Linked DNA regions of Capsicum annuum: region 1 is linked to region 2. Evidence: chromatin contacts called from public Hi-C data. All regions are on one chromosome and are shown on one strand. Each heading gives the region's core, a stretch centred on a gene start, on an enhancer-like site or on the middle of the called end of the contact. The rest is flanking DNA. Distances are from core to core; before and after follow the strand shown. Region 1 holds the start of LOC107839647 (WD repeat-containing protein 36). Region 2 holds the start of LOC107839602 (alpha-N-acetylglucosaminidase).

Region 1 (6,447 bases), core at 1,520-4,019, 290 kb before region 2:
AAAAGAATTTTAAAAACATGAGTATTATTGTCCTATATATGAATATGTTCCTTATTTTATTATGTATATAAATATAGCTTCTTCAATATCATTGCATTCCTATTCAAGAATACTTTTATGGACTTTTTTTTTTTGCTTTAATTGACATAATTTTTAATTTAGGGTTTTTATAAAGTAGCATTAATTCTCCTTAGCTAATTAGACTTTTCATATATATTCAAATATTTTAATTCTCCTAATATTTTTTACCATAGAATTGTTATTGCTATATATTTTAGGAGTGTTTAATTTAATTAAATAATAATTGGTGGAAAAAGGTGAAAAGACGATTTTGTCTATGGCAGAGTATTTTAATGAAGGACAAAAATTCTAACCACTTTTTTAAGGGTCTTCACACTTTTAAAATATTATAGATATAGATTATAAATATAGATAATATAAAAAATTTGAATGTAAAAAGTACCTTTAGATTTTGTAATTAATTATAAAAGAATTTACTAATAAAGTTAAAATGTGGGTTTGATAATTTGTATACCTATATTGAAATATATTTATAAAATTATAATTACCTATTATTTTCACATATAAATATATATTAAAGTTTTGATTTTTAATAAAAATAATTTTTACTATTTTGTTCATTCATTATAGCTTGTCATTAAATTATATACTCAATTAATATTTCTCATTTTTATTTTTTTATCTTAAAAATATTTTTTAACTTTTATAGAAAATATGTTATATAGATTAAAAATAAAAAACTATTTTTATAATTTTTTTTTCTTAAAAAGATACAAATGTTGATATAAATATAAGGGTAAAATACGTATTTAAAAATATCAAATAGGAAAAAGGAAGGAAAATGATTATTGTTCAAAGTTGAGGGGGTGTTTGATTTTTACAGCAAAGTTCAAGGTTCTAAACGATTTTACACCAACATGGACTGTGGTGTAGTGGTGGGACTTCTCCACCCTTAACCAGAGGTCTCAGGTTCGAGCCCTGGGTATGGAGAAAATCTCGTTGGGAGCGTCACCCTCAGAATGGGCCATACAATGCACAATTTGAATTAGTCAAAGTTTCAATATGGATATTGAACAACGGGTGAGAACCAAAAAAAAAAAAAACTATACAAAAAAAAGAAAGGAAAAATTACTTATGAAACATCATATTTAACCAAAAAAAAAACAATCAAGCAAGCCCCCCTCAACCCTCCCCCAAGGGTTCAAGGTAGGGTTCCTACAATATATATAGTAATATTTTTTTAATTTAAAAAATTAATAAATAATTTATTTATTTTTATTTATTTTATCGACGGTTGCAGTATAGTCATTATTTAGTATATTTTTTAAAATACTGAACTAATTGTATTCAAAGAGTAATATGATAAAATTATTCATATTATTTAAATTTTTGTGCTAAAACAATAATAGACAAGTATTATTGAACGAAAGTAGTAACTTTTCAACAAATAAACATAAAAAAATATACATTTATTAAAACATAAATACATTATCCATTTTTATTTATCCATGTTACTAAAAATAGATATCTAATTCAAAAAATTAGTGCTTAATTTATTTATTTGTGTATTTTTTATCTTTATTAGTAAATATTATATTCGGTACATAATGCATTTTTCAAGACATTAAGAATCATTTTGTAGGGTGTAGAAGAATAGTGCAAAATATGATATATTATTTATGTTTGCATTAATTATGTCAAAATTATTTTTTATGTTGTGTTTGATTTGACATGTTAAAAATAACTTGCATTGCATATTTTTAATAAAAAATTATTTATAAAAATATCCTCCACAAATATAATGAAAATAATGTGAAAAGGTTTTTGAGGGACTATTGCGTCTTTATCTTGCTAATGCATGCATTAAAGTCCTTTGCGTTGCTAATATCAAGAATGTAATATGAATAACATAATACACAATAGAGTGTAGGTTGAAAATGTGTATCAAATAAGATATTAATAATACATAAAGTTAATGTATGTATTAATTTTTTAATGTATTCTATCGACAAGGGCGACTCAACATAATTCGTGGCCTAAAGCGAAATTTTAAAATGAGGTTTTGAATATTTTTTTTACAAATCTATATTTATAGCTTTTTGAGGTGTAAAATTATAAATAAAATTGTTTTGTAATTGATTTATCCGAAAAAATTCCTTTTCAATTAATACTATGCTTAATTCATTTGATAACTCTTGAAATATTTATTTTTTAAGCTTAAGTAATATTTTTAAAATTTTATTTTAAAAAAAACTTTTTTCAGCTAAGACAATTACATAAGATTAAGAAAAAAATGCACTCATAAAATAGTAAAATCTTTTTATTTGACCGAAATACATCTTATCTTTCAACTTCTTTGATTCAATTGTAATTGTTGCTTTGATTCTTTTCGCCCCATTAATCAAAATAATAAATAGAAGATATGATTTTTTGAGTTACCTCTATTTATTAGATGTTCTTTTTAGATTTGAGAGTATTAAAAGACATTTTTTAATGTTGATTGTCAACTTTAATCTTGAATTTCTAAAGTGATGTTTTTATTTGAACTTAAGAGAAATTAAAATATGGTGACAAAAATATTAAGAAATATTTGATATTTTCTAAAGAAAAAATCTAAAAAAAAATACAAACCTATAATGCTTTAAAAAAATAAGGTCTCCAAAAATTAAAAACCTAAAGCGCTTGCTTCGATGACTTCACCTTGAAGCCGGCCTGTCTATCAAACGATTCTTTATTTTATTATGTTTAAACGATAATGTAGTAAAATTAGTTCTATTATTTATTGTTTGTGAGATGCGTTTTAAGTTAAAAAGTGGGTAAGTAAAGTTGGACCGAGCGGAGTAAAACATAAAACAAAAAATAATACGAAAAGAGAAACACACAAATACACACAGTCGAGGGTGTGCAACAAATTAGGGTTTAAAGCTTACACTTGTTAAACCCTTGTGCATAGTAGTAGCCTAAATCTTTACAAAGCTCTTCAATTTTCTTGTGGAGCAAAGAAAATGGGGATATTCGAGCCATTTAGAGCAATTGGTTACATTACGACCAATGTTCCTTTCTCTGTACAGAGACTTGGTACTGAAACCTTCGTCACCGTCGCTGTTGGCAAAGCTTTCCAAATTTACAATGTATCTCTTTCCCTCTCCTTCACTATTCTCAAGTTTTTTGATTTTGTGAAGAATTAATTAATTAATTTTTGGATTTCTTTTTGAATGTGCAGTGTGCTAAGCTCAGTTTGGTTCTTGTTGGTAAGCTATTTTTTATAGTTTCAGTATTTTTAAGCAGTTTAATTCTTGGAATTTGTTAAATTTGAACTTCTGATTCAGTTACAACTTCGAAATTATGGACAAACAACACTAGATGATTCTTCCCATTTGTCCGACCCTTGTTAGACAGAGTTACCTGATATCCCCTACGTTTTCTTTTGCCTTCCACCCCCAAAAAGCGAAAGGCGGGAATTAATTACTAGTTACCAGAGTCAACCCTAAAATAGTTTGGAAAAACAAGATGTTGCGGAGACAGGATTTGAACCCGTGACCTCAAGGTTATGAGCCTTGCGAGCTACCAAACTGCTCTACCCCGCGCTGAAGATAAGAACTGAAAACTAATAGATAAATAAGGATAAACTGTTGCTGGTGGGAGGTGGCAGGTAGCCGCGGATTTAGTCGAGGTGTGCGAAAGCTTGCCTGGACACCATGGTTATTAAAAAAAACAGAACTTAGAAATTATGGGGTTTTTGCGTTTGGGGTTTTTTGTGTGTGGGGGTGATGGGGGTAGTTGAAAGTGAGAAAGAACCTATCTTTTTGCTGCTAGGTGCAGGTTATCAGCAGTAGGTCTATCGGAAATAACCTCTCTACATCTGAGGTAGAGCTGAGGTCTGTTTGAGTTGTCCCTACCTTACTTATTGTGAGTTGAGGAATAGGATCACCCTTAGAAGAGAAATAGGATATAGGTGAGCTCGGGGAATATTTTAGAAAAAAGACCCCTTATAAAAAACTCTTGGCCAGCCTTTCACTCTGTTCACGGTTAGCGGGGAATGAGACAGAGAGTTCTATTTCATTTATGACTTTTGCCACTACCCTCTCCAGACCACATTTTGTGCGACTGCACTGTGTATGTTGTTGTAGTTGCTGCTGGGTGCAGGTTATGTGAGGTGTTGGTTGTTGTTAATAGAATAAGATTTCATGCTAATTGGTTTATGCACTAGTTAGATCTCTTAAGTTACACAGAGAAAGGGGAATATCGAAGGGAAGGAGCATGTATTACATGGACCTGGATATGGTTATGTATACCTGTTGTTCAAGTTTTACTAAGCTTCTTTTGGTGTATGTTGAAGGATCTGTGATATTCATACCCTTATTTAACTTGTTAACTCTAAATTAGGAGTCCTATATCTGAAATTACTCCTATAGACTTTATCTCGTTCTTACATCCTGTGGGTGATCTTAGACTGAAATGTATTAATGTAATCTTGAATATCTTCAGTAGTTGTAGGCTGAAAAGTACTCGGACATAGTGATTTGAAGAAATTAGTTGGTTTTTAGTTGTTAAAGGGAGTGTTGAACAGTTAAATATATTATTATCCTAAGAAGCCAAGTAGGAATAGTAGAGGACGAAGGCAGATGACATAACATTGTACACATGGGTTCTTGAAATATAGTTAATGAAACCTTGGAGCAGAGGTAATGTTGTCTTTGTGTGACCAGTAGGTCACGGGTTCAAGCCGTGGAAGCAGCCACTAATGTACTTCCCCAGGCTCTACCAACGCGTGGTGCTTTGTGCATCGAACTGCCTTTTTTTTAGCTGAGCATAACTAGAATATACTCTATACTGCACAATGTGTACCAATGAGTTGGACTATGAGAATATCTATTGTAGTCTCTCAGCCTTTCAGTTTGAATACCAGACTAACCATTGTTATGCTCAGTGAACTCATCCAATTCTGTGCCCAAATTTATCAAGCTACTTCTGTTGTAAATGAATGGTTCCAAGCTGAGAAATAAGAAGACGAAAGTTCGATAGATATCGAATGCATACCAAATTGGTATGATTTAGTTGTCGTTCATAGTCTGCGTGACCAACATTACTGGACTTCAGAACAGATGGAGCTCATTGTGTTTCTTTTCAGTTTTCTGCGATACTCTGGCTTTGCTGCAAAAATATTCCTAATTTAATGTACACATCCTTGAAGAGATCACCGTCAGGGGAACTGATACTCTTCAGATAAAATCTGGTTCTGGGTTACTTAAGTTCCTAGAAACAAAACACTTCGAGTCTCTTTTAACCTTTCATGATACCCTTTTTGGGTTTCCGTGAAAGCTTCATCCTATAGTTATTTAAGAAAGTTCCGTTTTTCTATTCAATAGTTTTACCTTCTAATTAATATATAAAAAGAAATGATGCTTAGAATCCAGGTCTTTATTCGCATCCCACAAACTGTAATTAATCAATAACTATAGGATGAGAGAATTAATGTCAGTGATGTTGGAACTGGAATCTTCATTTCAAGTTTTCTTTATGGAGTTCAATTTTCAAGGTGAAGAGGGATATATAAAAATAGATACAAGTTTTAAGAGAAAATTATCTTCAGAAGGAGACGTGAGGGGCTGTTCCTGCTGGTAGCCAACTCATCACAGTGTTTTGCATTTATAGGGTTAGGGGAAGCTCAGTTGCCTAATATACAGAAAAAGGCATAATGTAAGAAGATTATTTCAGTCAAATCAGAGAAACAATGTGCTGCTGGACAAAAAAAAAGAAGAGAAACAATGGGCTCTACTCTTCTAGAAACAGTGATCAGTTTAATTTTACTTTTAGTATTAGTTTTGATGCTAGATTGTGGCCTGTTCTTGTTTGCTATACTGCCGTGTTCAGATTATTGTCAACTAAAATTCAACTATACCTCAATCCAAGAGTTGTTGTTTTGGCTATATGGATTCTCTATATCCTATCCAATCTACCTGCATCAATTTTCATTTCAACTTCAATTGATTTATCTTTTCAAAGCAAGTTAGTGGTTACTAGTTTCCAAAAATATAGTAATCTATGATCATGTATGTCCATACTAAATACAAGTGTCAAACATGAATCAGAACTTTTGCCAAATATCAGACTTATTTAAGTTCAACATATTGTGGTGGAAAAAGTAGTATCTAATTATATATGGAGTTGTTTAATTTCATTCTTAAATCTTTTTTCCCTGCACTTCCTCGGCATTTATATTTGAATTTTGAATAAAGGCCCGCAATTGCCAAAGAAGATTCGAGCTCTCGCTTCTTATCGTGAATATACTTTTGCTGCCTATGGGAGTGACATTGCAGTTGTCAAGCGTGCTCATCAGGTTTTTTTTTTTTTCCTGTGAATGTATTAATATTGGTAAGGGTTTGCCACCCCCTCTCCGCAAAAAAAAATAATAATAAAAAAATC
Region 2 (6,395 bases), core at 1,400-3,899:
AATTGACTATCATGCCACAAAAGTTTTGACAAGGAGAAAGTATTATAAATTACAATAACTAACAGCTTAAAATAGAAAATTACAGTGCCAAAAAAGTATTATAATTACAATAGCTAATAGCTTAAAAAATCTATAAACATATTAAAAAAATAATTATTTAAATTTTATTTGTGTCATATAAATTAAGATAAAAATACGTAAAAAAATATTATAAATCATAATAATTAACAACTTAAAAAATTTAAGAGCTATAAAATATTTGTCGAACTCTCAAAATTATATCAGCACTACTTAAATTGGAATAGAAGAAAAAGTATTATAAATCACAATAATTAAATAACTAAATTCTTTAAAAAATATAATTGACTATCAATGCCACAAAAATTTTGGACAAGTAGAGTAATATATATTATTTGAAAATTATATAAAAATTATTATAGATTGTAATGGTTAACAACTTAAAATATCTACAAATATATTAAAAATATGATTGATTATCTAACTTCTATTTGTGTCACATAAATTAAGATAAAAAAATAACATATACTAGCCCTGACCTAGGTATCTAGTATATATGTCTATATAATAGAAGCGCTGGTTTCGACCAACTGCTTCATTATTTATTATATTACCCCTAATTGCTCTGTGATTTACCATATTACCCTTAATTAATTATTATAAGTCATTTATATATTAGAATTAATAATATTTTTTACTATATTACCCCTAATTAATTATTATAAGTCATTTATATATTAGAATTAATAATATTTAATCAAAAATAGATATTTATGATGTTTGTTTCATCTGCTTTAACTATGATTTTACTATATCATTCTTAATTAATTATTATAAGTCATTTATGTATTAAAAAATTAATAATATTTAATTAAAAAAATAGATGACATGTCTGCTACAGCTACTTCAACCATAATTTTGCTAAGTATCGCTCATAATCAATTATTATGAGTCATCTAAGTATTAAAAATTTAATAATATCTTAAAAAAATAAAATAAACATAAAGTGATAAATTAACTTTTGATGTGTTAAATTAAGTTGACCTCCTTCAACCGTGATTTTACCGTATCACCCCTAATTAATTACTACAAGTCATTTATGTATTAAAAATTCATAATATTTGATTAAAATATTAGTTTTGACATGGCTGCTTTAAGAACTACGTCATGATTTTACTATATCACCCCTAATTAATTATTATAAGTCATTTATGTATTAGCATATTAATCGTATTTAATTAAAACAAGAACAATATGCGTTTATGACATGTTTGTTGCAGCTGCTTCAACTATAATTTTCCTAAATATCGCTCCTAATTAATTATGATGAGTCATCTAAATATTAAAAAATTAATAATATTTAATAAAATGATAAAATCGACAAATGATAAATTAACTCTTGATGCTTTAAATTAAGTTGGCGTCCTTCAACCTTGATTTTACTGTATCACTCCTAATTAATTATTGTAGGTCATTTATGTATTAAAAAATAATAATATTTAATTAAAAAAAGAAAAATAAACATTTATGACATGTCTATTTCAGCTGCTTCAATTGTAATTTTACTAAATACCGCTCTTAATTAATCATCTAAGTATTAAAAAATTAATGATATTTAATAAAAAAGATTAAATAGATATAAAATGATAAGCAAGTAGCAGATCGACATGTTTGTTTGTGTTGCCTACTTAGATACTTTCTTCTATATTTGTTTATTTTACTTTCAATTTTAATCTATTATATATTTGAGAATTACGTAAAAGTATTATAAATCATAATAATTAACAATTTAAAGTAATTAAAAAGACATACAAAAATTTTGGTTGACTCTAACAGAAGAAAAAATATTACAAATCACAATAATTAATAATTTAAAATATTTTAAAAATATGTAAAAAATTTAGTTAACTCTAAAAAATTGTATCAATACCACATAAATTGAGCCAGAGGTATAACATATATCATTTTAAAATTGCATAAAAAGTATTATAAATCACAATAGTTAATCTTGAAAATATTTTTTGCGCTGCCACCTCAGTTCTAACTGTTGTTATATTTGGATATCTAGCTTGTAGTGGTTCAAAACATTTCAATATCTGTATTTATAAGTGTTTTGTCTTTGAGAAGATGATCCAAGACTTTGTTGTCAATTGAAGTCTTTTGTTCCAGTTTTTGTATGAAATAATTCTATGAATATTAGTTCTACATCTTTTCTATATTTTGTAACAGGTCTCAATCTTATCATCAAATAATTAAAATAGCCCAACTACATGACATATCACACTTTCTTATTATGTGAAAAAACTATCTTATAAAACTTCACTCCCTAACGAGTACCGTCAAATAGTTACTATTTAAAAAGTTATCATTTTAAATCAATGTACATTTATATTTGTATCTCATCAATATTGAATTTTAATGCTAAAAAATATTTATAGTATTGAGCCCATGGCCATGCACCTCCGGTAAGAATATATAAGAGAAAGTAGTATAGTAATTAGTAATAAAATAAAATAAAATAATAAAATATAGTAGTGTATAGTAATTTTACTACTAACCAATTTTCAAATTCTCATGTCACAGATACGTTGATATAAATTATGGAGGAAATTATGCCTTCTCATTATATAATTGTCCTCTAATTAAATAATTAATCTAAAAAGAAATCTTCTTCATTATTATCTGTCGAGGAAGCAGACATGAGACAACCAACAACACTAAACAAAATTATCACTCTCTGTCTAATTCTTTAATTCAAATCCCCACCATAGTAAACCTTAACTTTGTAAATTCCAGTGTTCTTACAAACACAAAGACACAAATTACAGTATTATAGGATCAGCAAGAATTGCGCACATTTCTGAAGCTAATTCCAAATTACAAAGAAAAGAAAATGATAAATTTAAAATCTTGGTTTATACTATCAATTCTTTATGTGTTCCTATGTACAGCAGCACTGGGATCAGATGCAATAGAGTCTGTGTTAAGGCGTTTGGATAGCAAAAAGGCACCATCTGTAGTTCAAGAATCTGCAGCTAAGGGTGTTTTGCAGAGGTTACTTCCAACCCATCTGCACAGTTTTGAATTTAAGATTGTCTCCAAGGTACTGTACTATTATCTCCCTTGCCTTTTTTCCAGTTCTGGGTCTCTCTCATTTATCCATTTTTGTTTCTTTAACTTAAAGTTTACTGCTTTTCTTGGTTTTATTGATTAATGTTCAAGATTGCTGAGATAATGTCATTTTCTTGAAGAACTAGTAGACTTTTATGCTTATAAGCACAAATGGGATCAGTATATGTGCTTTCTGTGAACTTTTCATTGGTTCACTGATAAATTCAAAGCACGCAGTACTACTTTTTCTTTTTTTGATAACCGTGGTATCCAAGGCAGCTTACGCGCACCTCGACTAATTCCTGGTGATACTTGCTAGGACAGATTAAAAGAAACCATCTAATGTTTTTTTTGTCTCTGTTGGGGGGTTTGAATCTGATACCTAATGGTACAAATTTTGGGAAGAAACTACTGCTGTAACACTTGTTAGTACCATCAGCATTGGTAAATGATACTTACTTTATGATCACTGTGTGTATGAGGATACAATAATCTATGTCTTGAATAAATAAAGGTAAGAAGTTGTATTTAAGTGGCTTCACATAGCTTTCTTCTTCCTAATGATGTTGAATAATAGTCTTAGTCTGCTGTAAGTTTGGATTTTCTATATTTGTATATTTTTGTTGCTGGGACATTTTTCTTGCCGAACTGATTTGTTACTTGAGCAATTGAAATTTATACGTGACATTTCATATGTAAATGTAGGATCTTTGTGGTGGAAGAAGTTGCTTTTGTATAACCAATTACAAGAGTTCAAGCAGAAGTTCACCTGAGATTTTGTATGTAAACGAATGGTTACAAGGATCTTATTATGTTACTTTTGATGTCTATCTTTCTGACCGTAGAAAATTTATAGTTTCCTTTAAGCAGACAATGAAAGTTTATACTTCTAATTTTCTTCTTCCAGATGCATGTTATTTAATTAGTTATTTTTTGGTTTAACTCCTTGGTTCATAATATTACCAACTTTGCCTCCATACCAGGTGGCTGCTGATATCTGCAAGTAGTTTCTTCTGAAATATCCTAAAGAGATTGTTTTATTGATATCATTTAGCACTCTTCGTAATCGGTTCAAGCTTTTGAATATGATATATCTATGTCCCAAGGACCCCACACATAGCGGGAACTTTAGTGCACCGGGCTGCCCTTTTTTTATGTCCCAAGGGTTGATAGTTGATTGCCATAGCTTTTGGCATCCGTAGTCCAGATTTTCTTTTCACAGTAGAAGATAAGATAATATTTATAAATTTGTTATCCAATGCAGTGATACAATTGAACATGTGATTCCACGTCTAGTTCTGCTTCAATCACTAGTCTGAAAGTGGCTTAAATTAGGTTATGAATCTATCTTTAATTTGTTTTCTCTTAGGATTGAAGGAACTACTGCCGTTGAAATCACATCGGGGCTACACTGGTATTTAAAGTATACGTGTGGAGCTCATATTTCATGGGACAAGACAGGGGGTGTTCAGTTAGCTTCAGTTCCCAAGCCAGGATCACTGCCTCTCGTAGAAGCGGAGGGAGTGATGATCCAACGGCCAGTACCATGGAACTACTATCAAAATGTCGTCACATCCAGCTGTAAGCAGACAACTCTCTCTCTCTTTCCTCCCCTAAGAACCTTTTATGCATAAAATGTTATCGCATAATAAAGTGCAATTACAGACACTATCGCCGAAATACTGGTAGTAGGTCTTCCACCAATACATAAATGATGGAGAACATAGTGCAGTATTAGCTGACTTTTAGAGAGTGTGAGCATCTTTCTTCTGATATCCAAAGCGTTACGCCACTGCAATTTCTCTCTGTATTTTCAGAAGTGAAATTGATGTTTTCTTTTGCTTTCTCTTTTCTAGCTATTTTTCCTTGTACTCTTTAGAACTCATTCCTTTTTTCATCTAATCATAGGACGATGAAACCACATTCATGATGTTCCTTAATCCTCCCTTTTATGCTTGTGCATAATTAAAGAAACTTATGCTTGTGTATGTCAGCGGTGTGGTGTTTGAGGACTTTCATTTGGATGTCTTATGCAATGCCAAGGTTCTCTTTGAAAATTCTCTCCTTTGCCTGAACTTATTAGAGGACGATGTCCTAAGAGCAAAATAGAGAAGATAAACAGATCTAGTTGACGGTTTGTCATCCTTATATTTTCTAAGGCTGTAACCAGTCTAACTCTGGTCACGGACAACTTATCAGGAGATTGAAGTCATGTCAATCAAGAATGTTAATTTTATAAAGCAAAGCATTTATAAGACACGATGGATCTGTAGATACCTTGCGATTTCAGCCATTTTTGTGAACTATTCCAGAAGATTTAAGCTGTTCAGTTGAGTTGAGCTTGATTGAAAACCCTTTTACTTGATAAGTCTACTCTGTTGAGTGTTGACATTAAGAGAATTTTGATTTTTCTATTTATGAATTATGGATGCTTACTGTTGATATTTTGGAGATGCCTCTGGTATAACAGCTTATCGTATTTCTACTTATTGGTACTTTTAAGATGCTGCTAGTGTAACAGCTTTGGCATATTTCTACTTCTCCATACAGATTCATTTGTTTGGTGGGATTGGCAAAGATGGGAGAAAGAGATTGATTGGATGGCACTTCAAGGAATCAACTTGCCTCTAGCATTTACGGGACAAGAAGCTATCTGGCAAAAAGTTTTCTTGGTATGTTTATAGCTTTGAATTTGTGGGTTCAACTAGTTTTATTTAGTCCATGATTGTTGCCATGGCAGTTACCACGTGATATTAAATGAGGAAATTCCTACAAACTGTTTGATACCTTTGGCTTTGAGCAAGGGCCTGAGTTGTGTGTATGGTAGGGGAATCAGTTAGACCTATCTTTTTGCTAACCCATGCGTTGTTTTCATATTGCTAATCTTAGCACTTCTGTCTTGTATCTACTTCTATGAAGTAGGCCAGGCTCAGGAACTATTTCAGATAAAGTTTATTAACAATGTTTATTCTTTGTGACGAAGTATTTAAGGTTTCATTTGCCATCAGATCATCAATTTTCTCTGAAATTTACTGAAAATATCTAACCTTGATGCTACTAAGTCTTTGTTAGAGTGGGTAAAAGTCCCACATTGGTTAGGGAATAGACTAGTGGTTTGCTTATATGGACTTGGGTAATCCTCACCTCTTGAGCTAGCTTTTGAGGTTGAGTTAGGCCCAAGATCCGTTCTTGACAGTCTTGACTGTTCTATTTGTGTGCTAAAAAGCAATTTGCCAATATCTGCTAAAGTGTTACCTTCCTACTTC

Evidence for each region. Hi-C and Micro-C count contacts between places; a contact is called where the count stands out from the background.
Region 1: a contact with region 2 is called in a Hi-C map of bud, with 3 times the contacts expected there. The contact joins the promoter of LOC107839647 here to the promoter of LOC107839602 in region 2. A contact is called at or near these places in 3 of 5 Hi-C or Micro-C datasets (bud, leaf and placenta).

Annotation. Positions count from the first base shown.
Region 1 is chr1:148,077,906-148,084,352 of UCD10Xv1.1, reverse strand. It overlaps LOC107839647 (WD repeat-containing protein 36), which reads left to right and starts at 2,769. Exons shown (of 6, transcript XM_016683223.2): 1 at 2,769-3,152; 2 at 3,245-3,272. The coding sequence starts at 3,073. TRNAM-CAU (a tRNA gene) reads right to left here and starts at 3,608; the gene lies at 3,535-3,608.
Region 2 is chr1:147,792,398-147,798,792 of UCD10Xv1.1, reverse strand. It overlaps LOC107839602 (alpha-N-acetylglucosaminidase), which reads left to right and starts at 2,649. Exons shown (of 19, transcript XM_016683155.2): 1 at 2,649-3,121; 2 at 3,835-3,908; 3 at 4,499-4,710; 4 at 5,680-5,801. The coding sequence starts at 2,912.